2 separate regions of the Sus scrofa genome follow, and region 2 is linked to region 1. Evidence: chromatin contacts called from public HiChIP or PLAC-seq data. All regions are on one chromosome and are shown on one strand. The core of a region is the stretch at or near the end of the contact, and the rest is flanking DNA. Distances in the headings are between cores, read along the strand shown.

What was found. HiChIP or PLAC-seq counts read pairs in DNA pulled down with a chosen protein or histone mark.
Region 2: a contact with region 1 is called in an H3K27ac HiChIP or PLAC-seq map of alveolar macrophages. The contact joins two enhancer-like sites. A contact is called at or near these places in 5 of 47 Hi-C or Micro-C datasets (embryonic fibroblasts, fetal liver, mesenteric adipose tissue and 2 more) and 1 of 2 datasets of contacts at active chromatin or transcription factors (alveolar macrophages).

What each region holds. Positions count from the first base shown.
Region 1 is chr6:54,750,756-54,756,838 of Sscrofa11.1, reverse strand. No RefSeq gene overlaps it. Among named protein-coding and RNA genes, the nearest start is that of CPT1C, 21 kb to the right of the region's middle. Within about 2 kb of position 3,443, at least 27 of the 83 cell types and tissues checked have an H3K27ac peak or open chromatin away from gene starts, as enhancers often do. A contact at or near this core is called in alveolar macrophages and retroperitoneal adipose tissue, where this site is marked.
Region 2 is chr6:54,982,251-54,988,333 of Sscrofa11.1, reverse strand. It overlaps VRK3 (inactive serine/threonine-protein kinase VRK3), which reads left to right. Exons shown (of 16, transcript XM_013998683.2): 11 at 1-25; 12 at 2,374-2,506; 13 at 3,519-3,639. Among named protein-coding and RNA genes, the nearest start is that of SIGLEC11, 21 kb to the right of the region's middle. Within about 2 kb of position 3,438, at least 5 of the 83 cell types and tissues checked have an H3K27ac peak or open chromatin away from gene starts, as enhancers often do. A contact at or near this core is called in alveolar macrophages and retroperitoneal adipose tissue, where this site is marked.

The DNA.
Region 1 (6,083 bases), core at 2,194-4,693:
TATTGTAAATCAACTATACTTGAATAAAATAAATTTAAAGGAAAACTAATGTGGAAACCATTGACATAGAGATAGCCATTAAAGACATGAGATTAAATGAGGCCACTGAAAGGATGAGTTTATATTTTACTTATTTTTCTTTTTCAGCTCTGCCTGTGACATACGGAAGTTCCTGGCCCAGGGATCGAACCTGAACCGCAACTGAGACCTATGCCACAGATCCTTAACCCACTGTACCGGGCCAGGGATGGAATCTAAGCTACCTCAGAGGCAACACCAGATTTTAACCTGCTTTTCCATGGCGGGAACTCCAGAATATATATATATATATTTTTTTTTTCTTAATGTATTTTTGGCCGTCCTGCAGCATATAGAGTTCCTCAGCTAGGAATGGGATATGAGCCACAGTTACAAACTATTCTGCAGCTCAACCCACTGTGCCAGGCCGGGGATTGAACCTGTGTCCCAGTGCTGCAGAAACACCCTCAATACCACTGTGCCACAGCAGGAACTCCAGAGTATATTCTTTTTTTTTTTTTTTTTTTCCTGTCTTTTTAGGGCCACACCCACAGCACATGGAGGTTCCCAGGCTAGGGGTCCAATTGGAGCTGTAGCCACCAGCCTACACCACAGCCACAGCAACGCCAGATCGTTAACCCACTGAGCAAGGGCAGGGATAGAACCCGCAATCTCATGGTTCCTAATCAGATTTGCTAACCACTGCGCCACGATGGGAACTCCCAGATTATCAATTTTTAAAGAGAGAAAGAAAGGGGGGAAAAAAAAAGCAATCTGGAAAGGTTCAAAACTCAGAAGCCTGGGACAAGTGGCAGAACTCATCACAGTGGAGACCGATGAGGAGAAACCAGGGAGGAAGGAAGAAACCCCACGAAGGTGGCTCCTGGGAGTAAAAGGAAAGGTTATTAACAAAGAGGGAGTAAGCAGCTGACGACCGCTTCTATCAACCAGCTAAGATGCACACTGAAACCTGACCACTGGATTGAAAGACAAAAGCAGCTCCACTGGAGAGGCGGTGAGGAAAGCCTGAAAGAGTGACACTGACAACAGAATCCATGGCAAACATTCAGAGATGGTAGGTTCAGGTCACTTTTATTTTTCTTTTTAGGGTGATCCCTGTGGCATATGGAAGTTCCCAGGCTAAGCGCTGCATCAGAGCTGTGGCTGCCAGTCTATACCACAGCCACCAAAACTCAGGACCTGAGCCACATCTGCAACCTCCACCGCAGCTTGTGGCAACGCTGGATCCTGAATCCACTGAGCGAAGCCAGGGATCGAATCTGCAACATCATGGTTCCTAGTCAGGTTCTTAACCCGCTAAGCCACAATGGGAATTCCCTAGATCACTCTTTTGATGCGTTTTACTGAAAAGGCGAGTGGGGAATGAGTCGGTAGCCAGTGTGGAAAAGTGGGAACAGAGGAGGCTCAAGAGGTTCAGATTTAGTTGTGTTCAACCAGATGTCACCACTGTAAAACTCAGGTTCCCACACCTTCCCAATCAATGCCCAAAACTTCCTGTTAGAAAGTTAGCGAAGTTTTAAATTCAAATTTGTATGTGATTCTGGAACCCATGCACCTCTGGTTTATGCAGAATTTTCAGCTGTGTTGGCCCTGTGTTTACAAGAAATATGAAATTCTTTTACGGTTTTCGTAGAAACTCTTTGGCTCTCTGACTGTGATTGGAGCTGAAAGTTTAAAGACCAGCGCTCATGGACTTCCCCTTGTGGCTCCGACTAGGAACCATGAGGTTGCAGGTTCAATCCCTGGCCTCACTCAGTGGGTTAAGGATCTGGTGTTGCCCTGAGCTGTGGTGTAGGCCAGCGGCTACATCTCCGATTAGACCCCTAGCCTGGGAACCTCCATATGCCACGGGAGCAGCCCAAGAAATGGCAAAAAGACAAAAAAATAAATAAAAAATAAAGACCTATGCTCATAATATTCCTTCATTAAGCATGTCAGGGGTCCTGGAGTTCCCGTTGTGGGTCAGCGGGTTAAGACCCCAACACAGTGTCCATGAGGATGCAGGTTCGATCCCGGGCCTCACTCAGGAGGTTAAGGATCTGTCATTGCCACAAGTGGCGGCATAGGTTACAGATGCAGCTCGCATCTGGCGTGGATGTGGCTGTGGTGTAGGCCAGCAGCTGCAGCTCTGATTGAATCCCTAGCCTGGGAATGTCCATATGCCACAGGTGAGGCCCTAAAAAAAAAAGGAAAATAAGGAACACATATTAAAAAAAAAAAAAAGCATGTCAGGGAGGGCACTCAGAAGAAGCCACTGAACACTCTGTCCTTGCGGCTGTTGTTAGTGCCATAGTGGTGAAATGCAGCAGCCACTCAACCCCCAAGTCACCCCATTCACTGGTACCTCGACGTGGTGCGAATGCATGACTCCCCACGATGCCGCTTCAGACTGTGGATACAAGCATCCTACCTCTTAGCCAGGAGATCATTACAGGGTTCGAACCCTAGAAACCAACTAAACAATTCCCCAAACCCCATTTTTGAGAATCCGCTTCCTGCTGCAAACCCTGGCGTTGGTCAAGGTATCTTCAGGAGATAGAAATCACACCAGTTATTTTAACAAAGATGATTTCATGTAAAGAAAGGCTATTGGAGGGAGTTCCCGTTGTGGCTCAGTGGTTAACAAATCCAACTAGGAACCATGAGGTTGCTGTTGCCGTGAGCTGTGATGCAGGTTGCTGTTGCCGTGAGCTGTGGTGTAGGTTGCAGATGCGGCTCGGATCCAGAGTTGCTGTGGCTGTGGTGCAGGCCGGTGGCTACAGCTCCGATTAGACCCCTAGCCTGGGAATCTCTATATGGCGCGGGAGCGACCCCAGAAAAGGCAAAAAGACCAAAAAAAAAAAAAAAAAAAGGCTATTTGAGTTCTCTTGAGGTGCAGTGGGTTCAGAATCCCGTGTTGTCCCTGCAGTGGCTTTGATCCCTGGCCCAGAAACGTCCACAGGCTGTGGGTGTGGCCAAAAAAAGAAAGAAAGAAATGTTGCTAGGTATAAAGGGTTGGTAACTAGGCAACTGAAAAGGCAATATGACAGCCCTAGGGTATCATGGTGGTAGTAACTACGGGAAGTAGCTAAAGATCCCGGTCCAGAAAAAACAAAGGATATAGGTTAGAATGATGAAAACTAAACACTTAGATGAGAGCCTCACTGAAGATGAAAGTCAGCCAATGAGGAGTGGGTGTTGCTCTGCTGGTGCAGGTGTGTCTGAGCGCAGAGGACCACCTGGGACTAGAATCTTCTCTGGAAGGTTGTTGACATGCGGATGGCATCTCTGAGGGTGTGCAAGATTTGTAAAAAAAAAAAACAAAAAACCAAACCCTGTAAACTAGATTCAGCAGCTGCTGCTACAGGAAGGAACTGTCTCCGCTGGGATAAAGAGGCTGTGCTGGGAAATGCGAATGGGGACAAGAAACTGACAGGAAATAAACAAGAGAAAGCAAACAGGAAGAGCCCAGTCTTATTGCTTCCTCCAGGTTTCTACAGTCTCTCTGGTGCCCCCTACCGGCAGAGTCTACAACAGCCAGCTGGCAAAGAAGAAAGATGGTTTGCAGAGTCCCTGTTAAGACCCATATATGGCTTTTAAAGAGTTATTGGAATTTCTGTCGGGGCTCAGCGGTTAACGAACCCGATTAGCATCCATGAGGACGCGAGTTCAATCCCTGGCCTTGCTCAGTAGGTCAAGGATCTGTCATTGCTGTGAGCTGTGGTGTAGGTAGCAGACATGACTTGGATCTGGTGTTGCTGTTGCTGTGGCTGTGACGTAGGCCAGCAGCTGCAACTTCAATTTGACCCCTAGCCTGGGAACCTCCATGTACTGTAGGTGTGGCTTTAGAAAGAAAAAAAAAAAAGAAGAAGAAGAAGAAATTCAACAAACCCTTTTTGTTTAGGGGTTTTATGAAGGTTTCATTACCTACGCACACAATTGATTCAATCATTGGCCACTAATGACTGTGACTGACCTCCATCTCCAGCCCCTCTCCCATCCCCAAAGGCCAGGGCATAGAGTAGACAATCTTAAAACTTTAATCATCACTTGGTCTTCTTGGTGACCAGGCCCCATTCTGAAACTACCAAGAGGCCCCTCAGCCAAGAGCCACTCCCCTAGCAGCCGAAAAACACTTTCATCACTCAAGGAATCTCATTTTCTAGGAATTTTTAGGACCTCTGTGGCAATGAAGGGATCAGAAATATAGCCCCAAATGTACCACTTTAACAAGGATTATTTTGAGCTGGAGGCAAGTGAGAATCAACAGATGCAGGAGTTCCCGCTGCCCAGCACAGTGGGTTAAAGGATCCAGCGTTGCTGCAGGTGGAGATCACAACGGTGGCTTGGATCTAATCCAGCCCACCCAGGAACTCCATATGCCATGGGGTGGCCAAAAAAAAAAAAAAAAAAAAAAAAAAGAGAGAAAATTAACAGATGCAAAAAGAAGCTTTCTCAAACTAAAAATGGAATTACCATATGACCCAGCAATCCCACTCGTGGGCATATATCCAGACAAAACAATAATTCAAACCTCTATGTTCACAGCAGCCCTACTCACAATAGCCAAGACATGGAAACAACTTAAAGGTCTATCAACAGAAGAATGGATAAAAACATGGTACATATTCGCAATAGAATACTACTCAGCCATAAAAAAGAGCAAAATAATGCCATTTGCAGTAACATGGATGGACCTAGAGACGATCATACTAAGCAAAGTAAATCAGAAAGAGAAAGACAAATGCCGTATGATATCACTTATATGCGGAATCTAAAATATGGCACAAATGAACCTATCTACAAAACAGAAACAGACTCATGGACAAGGAGAACAGACTTGTGGTTGCCAAGGGGAAGGGAGGTGGGAGTTTGGGGTTCGTAGATGCAAACTATCCCATATAGAACAGATAAACAGCAAGGTCCTCTTACATAGCACTGGGAACCATATTCAGAATCTTTGGGAGTTCCGGTCGTGGCGCAGTGGTTAACGAATCTGACTAGGAACCACGAGGTTTCGGGTTCGATCCCTAGCCTTGCTCAGTGGGTTAAGGATCCGGCATTGCCGTGAACTGTGGTGTAGGTCGCAGACGCGGCTCGGATCCCGAGTTGCTGTGGCTCTGGTAGGCCGGTGGCTACAGCTCTGATTAGACCCCTAGCCGGGGAACCTCCATATGCCGCCGGAGCGGCCCATGAAATGGCAAAAAGACAAAGAAAAAAAAAAAAGAAAAGAAAAAAGAATCCTTGGGTAAGCCATAATGGAAAGAATATTTTATTTATTTTTTGTCTTTTTGTCTTTTTTTTTCCATATGCTGTGGGTGCAGCCCTAGAAAAGGCAAAAAAAGACAAAAAAAAAAAAAAAAAAGAAGTTTGCAACGATCAACCACACCCCCTCCCCTTTCAGTATCAAAGAAGCCTGAATACTAACTGGAGGAAAATGGAGACAGGAATCCACCTTCTCATTCTACTGGCTTTCCAAATAAAGTTGCTATTTCTGGAGTTTCCATTGTGGTGCAGTGGGATCATTGGCTTCTTGGGAGTCCTGGAACACAGGTTCAATCCCCAGCCTGGCACAGTGGGTTAAGGATTCGGCCTTGCCGCAGCTGCGACTTAGGTAGTGATTGTGCCTGGGATCTGATCCCTGGCCTGGGAACTCCACAGGCCACGGGCAGCCATAAAAAAAAAAAAAGAGTCACTATTCCTTGCCCCAGCAAATCATCTCTTGCTTCACTGGCCTGCCATGCAGTGGAGCAGTGTGAGTCCAGACTCGGGAACATCAGGAAGGGTTGCAGGAGTGGGCCCTGGGCTACTACATCTCCAGGAAAGTCTCTGAAACGACAGTGCAAAAGCACCCCTCCACCGTAGGGATTATCTCCTGTGACCATGAAAGTAGGAACTAGGGACTCCGCTCCTCAAGCAGGTTGCCATAGAAACACACACACCTACTGGGCTAGTCTATTCACATCCTGTGTCTGTCCCTTCCTTTCAATGTGCCCCAGTGACCTGCTTTAACCAGTAGAATGTGGCAGCAGTGATGCGATGCTGCTCCAGACCCAAGCTTAAGA
Region 2 (6,083 bases), core at 2,189-4,688, 230 kb before region 1:
TGTGAACCCAGAGGACCTGCGCCAGGTAACAGCCAGGCCCTCCCCCACCCAGGGGCTCTGGGAGCTCGGAGCGCCCCTGTCTCAAAGCCACCGTTTATTTTACAGTGCTTATTGCCCACAAAGAATCACTGTCCATCATGCATAAAGAGCTCCTTTGAGGAAATAAGAAGAAATAAGCAACGTAGTCGAAAAATGGGCAAAGGATAGAAAAAGCAATGCTTAGAAAGGGAAATCCTCCGGTTAGCTAAATACATGAAGGAGTTCCCGCTGTGGCTCAGCTGTAACGAACCCAACTAGGATCCATGAGGATGCAGGGTCAATCCTTGGCCTCGCTCAGTAGGTTAAGGATCTGGCGTTGCCGTGAGCTGTGTGTGGTGTAGGTTGCAGATGCGCCTCTGATCCCAAGTTGCTGTGGCTGTGATATAGGCTGGCGGCTACAGCTCCGATCAGACCCCTAGCCTGGGAACCTCCATATGCTGCAGGTGCGGCCCTAAAAAGCAAAAAAAAAAAAAAATTGTATGAAAAGATGCTCAACCTCCCTAATGATCATAGAAAAATTTTAAATGTGCTATTCAGGACTTCCTGTGTGGCTCACAACAAAATGCACCATTTTTACCCCTTGGGTAAACAAAATTAGAAAAATAATCTCTATTGCTGATAAGGATATAAGGAAATAGGAGCTCTGTATATACTTTTGGCAACCTCTTTGGAAGGTAATTTGAAGGTATGAGCCAAAATGTTAACTGTGTGTAGTTTTTGATGTACTAGTTCCTCTTTTAGGGATGTGTCCATTGCATGTATTCACAGGTATGTGTATAAAGTATGTATTATACATTAAATATATGCTCCCAGGAGAGTGCTGATTGAACACTGTTTTGTAGTAAACCTAGTTACTCTTTCAGTTGCAATGACAGAAACCCAATTTAAGGTGCCTTAAGAAAAAGGCACCATCGTGACGCAGCGGAAGCGAATCCAACTAGGAACCATTAGGGGGTAGGTTCAAATCCCTGCCCTTGCTCAGTGGGTTAAGGATCCAGCATTGCCATGAGCTGTGGGGTAAGTCACAGATGTGGCTCAGATCCTGCGTTGCTGTGGCTGTGGCATAGGCCAGCGGCTGTAGCTCCGATGATTGGACCCCTAGCCTGGGAACCTCCATATGCTGCAAGGGTGGCCCTAAAAAGCAAACAATAAATAAATAAAATAAAATAGGAGTTCCTGTCGTGGTACAGTGGTTAACAAATCCGACTAGGAACCATGAGGTTGCGGGTTCGATCCCTGCCCTTGCTCAGTGGGTTAAGGATCCAGTGTTGCCATGAGCTGTGGTGTAGGTTGCAGACATGGATCCTGCATTGCTGTGGCTTTGGTGTAGGCCGGTGGCTACAGCTCTGATTAGACCCCTAGCCTGGGAACCTCCATATGCCACGGAAGTGGCCCTGGAAAAGGCAAAAAGACCTAAATAAGTAAGTAAAATAAAATAAAAAGCCAACATGCCCTGGCCTGGAAACTTCTACATGCCATGGATGCGGCCCAAAAAGCCAACAAAAAGTCTGTGTGAGCTAACCTTGTGTATCTGGCGGATGAGCACTTTACTTTTTGTTTTAAACTCAGTTAAGCCTTCTAACAATCCTAAAATGTGGGGACTGTCCTTATCTTCGTTTTACAAATGGAGAAAACAAAGCCCGGACAAGTTTCATAATTTGCCCAAGGTTATACCGCCACTGAAGGGCCAAACTGGCATTGGAACCCGGTCTCTCTGACCCAGAATTAATGCCTTGAAACACTGTAAAAGTGCAGAAAACTGTGTGCCCAGCAGGAGGTATGGTATGATACCTCTGTGGAAAACTAGAGCCTCCTCCTGGTCCACAAATATTTGCTGATTATTTGAAGAAAATGATGTGACGGAGTTCCCGTCCTGGCTCAGTGGTTAAGGAATCTGACTAGGAACCATGAGGTTGTGGGTTCAGTCCCTGGCCTCGCTCAGTGGGTTAAGGATCCGGTGTTGCCATGAGCTGTGGTGTAGGCTGCAGACCTTGCTCGGATGGCGTTGCTGTGGCTGTGGTGTAGGCCAGCGGCTACAGCTCTGATTCAACCCCTAGCCTGGGAACCTCCATATGCTGCAGGTGCGGCCCTAAAAAGAAGGAAAAAAAAAAAAGACAAGCAAAATAGAAACTACTGATAGTGGTTACTTCTGGGCAGTAGGTTTACGGGTCTGAGCAGTGATGGGGACAGTTGGTTTGGGTTGTTTTCACACCCCCCTGTACCGTTTGGCATTTGGGTGTTTCAGACTACATCCAAACCAGGATTGAAATCTCTGGTTCCAAAATCTGAGTTGCTAACCTTCAAGCTCTGTGGCTTCTCCCCACATCCACGCAGGTGACCTTGGCAGGCTACGGCTTCACCTTCCGCTATTCTCCAGGCGGCAAGCACGTGGCCTACACCGAAGGCAGCAGGAGCCCACATGAGGGGGACCTTGAGTTCATTAGCATGGACCTGCACAAGGGATGCGGTAAGAGGCCAGAGAACGGGGTTCAGTACCATGGAAGCATTCTTCTCTACAAGGGCAGCTCTAGGTTTTCATAGCCACAGTCCGCAGAGGGCCAGACCCAGCAGTCACCCTAAGCGGGGAGCTGTGGTAGGGATTCAGAACCGTGGGTATCGTCCGTACACATCGGCTATTTAGCATCAAGGACAGTGAGCAGTTGGCTACAGAGAACCCCTGCAGGTCCAGAGGTTTGTGTCAGCATCCGTATAGACTTGGAGCGTGAGAGTTGCCCAAGAGTCACCCAGGAGTTGCTGTCTGCAGCACACAAGTGAGGTTTGGACAGAGACTCAGATGTCAGCAGTATATCAGGTGTTGTCATCTGAAGCCCAGGGACAGTGATGAGACTATCTAAGGAACGTGTGTGGGGAGAGAGAGCACTTAGAGGAAAAGATTCCTTGAGGCGGTCTCTACCTCTCTTTCCCAAACCACCCCCTCTTTTTTGGCCACACCCACAGCATATGGACATTCCCAGGCCAGGGATTGAGTCCAAGCTTCAGCTGCAACCTACACCACAGCTGCAGCAATGCCAGATCCTTAGTCCACTGTGCCATAGCAGAACTCCCCAACCCCCTTGGTTTCATGGCCGTCTGTGTGCCTGCCTGTGTCCTCCCCACTCCACACTCTCCCAGGAAAGGGATAGTGCCTCCAGCAGCTGGTGGCCAGAAGGTCCGACACAGAAAACTCTGTTGAATGCCTGTATGAAGTGTTGTCTGAATCACGTGATTTAGAAAGTGTAAGGAGAGAAGCGCTGTCTCCTTTGTTCTTTGCTGCTGAACCAGGCTGAGTTCAGTGTCCTTCCCAGCTCCCCACCCCTTCCTCCCTCTTCCCCTTCCTTCCCGTCTCTCTCCCCTCTCCTTCCTCTCTCAGGAAAGTGGGGGGGAAGGGAGGGGGCAGAGAGAGGAGGGAAGGAAGGGGTGGGTGTGTCAGCAAGCAGAGCATCTGGACAGAGCCACCACCGCCTTCCTTCCCTCCCCAGGCCCCTCCCGCCGCAGTGACCTCCAGACCCTGGGCTACTGTTTGCTGAAGTGGCTTTATGGGACCCTGCCATGGACACACTGTCTTCCCAACACCGAGGATATCATGAAGCTGAAGCAGAAGTGAGTCTGGGGGTCAGCAGAGCCCAGCACTGGCCTGGCACCCCTGCGGGTGGGACAGAAGCTCAGAATCCAACAGGGAACAGAAAGGATGGGGAGGCAGCATCTGGCAAAGCCAAGGCCTCTGCAGTTCTCAGATGTGTGCTCTACTGTCCATTCTGGAATGCAGCAGGCAAGAGTATGGGCCCTGGATCCACACTGCCTGGGATCAGACTCTGGCCCCATCACGGCAGGGTGTTGGGTGGGCAGCTTAACCTCCACAGGCCTCAGTGTCCTCCATGAGATGGAATCCTGTTAGCACCCAAAGAATTCAAGGAAGTCAGATGCACAGCACTCAGCACAGAGCCTGGCCTGTAGAAAATGCTCACTGTGTGCAAGACACCATGATTCATTCATTCCTATGTGGACACACAGGCAATCTAAGCAGTTGGGCCTGACCCTGCCTCAGCATCTGGCAACACTGGCTTCCAGTGTCCACATGTCCTCTCCCTCTGCATGTTAAACCACCAGATCCTGCTGGTTCTGGTTTGCACTTTCAGCAACAGGACAGCAGAGTGTGGACAAAAATGGAGCTCCTGGGGGTGAGATTCAGCACCAAGGACAGAGCCGGGGTGGGCTGCTGAGGGCGTGCTGCTCAGCGTGGGATTCAACACCAAGGACAAAGGGCAGCTAGGCCCAGAGGGAGGTAAGCAGAGGCACCAAGGACAGCGGACGGATGGGCACAGGGAAGCCCTTCAGGTCCAAGAGGTTGGGATTCAAGATCTGGTCTAGGCTTGGGGCATGAGAGAAGCTCCAAGAGGAGTCATCCAGGAGATGGTTGGCTCTCCATGACTGAAGGGCAGGAATGAAGTCTTCACGGAGCCTCAGATCTCAGTAGTGTTTTAGGAGTTGTCAGCAGAAGTCCTGGGAGAGAATGAGGTTATCCAGGGAGAGTAGGCACAGCAGGAAAAGGGAAAACCCTCCGCTGATCAACATTGAGTCCATTGTGCTTCTCAATTCTCAACATGCTGTGTCCCTGGTTTTCTTATCTTATTTTGCCCCTTTTACCTCCCCGATCTTCTCTCTCCACTGTGGATACCTACTTTAACATCCTGAATGTATGTTCTACTGTTGTGCTTGCTTGAATGTATTTGTATCTTTCTGCTTGCATGATGGTGGTGGCATTGTTTGTGTCTAACTTGCATAAATAGTATTCTGCTAAAATCTCACCTGTTTCTGGCTTTTTTCACTCAACACTTCAAGTTTAACCCCATGATTATATGTGCATTGAGTTTACTGCTGCCTTTTTTTTCTTTTATGTTTTTAGGGCCGTACCCATGGCATATGGAAGTTCCCAGGCTAGGAGTCCAGTTAGAGCTATAGCTGCCAGCCTATGCCACAGCAATGCAGGTTCTGAGCCACACCTGCAACCCACACCACAGCTCACAGCAACACCGGATCCTTAACCCACTGAGCGAGGCCAGGGATCAAACCTGCATCCTCGTGGACACTAGTCAGATTCATTACTACTGAGCCACAGTGGGAACTCCTGAGTTTACTGGTGCTGATTCTTGCATTTAAATAAATTTGTATAGACCCGTCTCTGTCCTTAAATAATATACATGATGGGTGTATTTGATTGGCATAAATAGTGTTGTGTTCTAAATCTCGTTTTCTTTCATTCAATGCCATTTTTGACCCCATATGTCCGTGTGTGATTGTCATAAATGGTGCCATGCCCCAAATCTCATCCTCCTCCAGCTGAAGGCTCCCCAGGTAGCCCACCCTCACCCCACTGCATCGGGTTTCCTGCTTGTTCACGCTCAGAGGAAGGGACTCCTGTCACAGTGGCCTGCCTGTAGTGACCTGTTCAAGGCTAATATTTACCGTATGCTTTTCTGCACTGGGCAGAACACCCAGTGCTCCCCTTTTTCATCCTCAGAACAACTCTGAGCTAAGTGCTCTCCTGAGCTGAGGCACAGAGAGCTTAAGTCATCAGCCCAGGTCACACAGCTGGTCAGAGGTGCTCCAAGACCATTCGACTCCAGGGGAGGCCCTTTCAGCGTAACGTTACTGTCTCCCAAGTATGGGAGGCTTATCGCAGGTGGGTTGGTGGCTTTGGGATGCAGCCGTCCTCCACTCAACAGATGCCTGTCAAGCACCTCCCGTACACCAGGCTCTGTCCTAGGCCTGGAGATACAGGAATAATAACTAAGACAAACATCCACGCCACCCAGGGAACTCACACTCTGACGGGGTAGATAGACAGTAAAGAGACAGACACACAGCATGTCAGAGGTCAGACGGCACCACCAGGTCAGAACCCCGGGTACCCATCAAGGTATGGGCATGCTCACTCTTTTAAAGGCCAGGGCAGGTCTGATGGCAATAGGGGCAGATGAATTGCCCCCAGAAGGGTGGTGAGGCAAGAAAGAGGTCCCACTTTGGCCCTAATGTCTGAATATTTC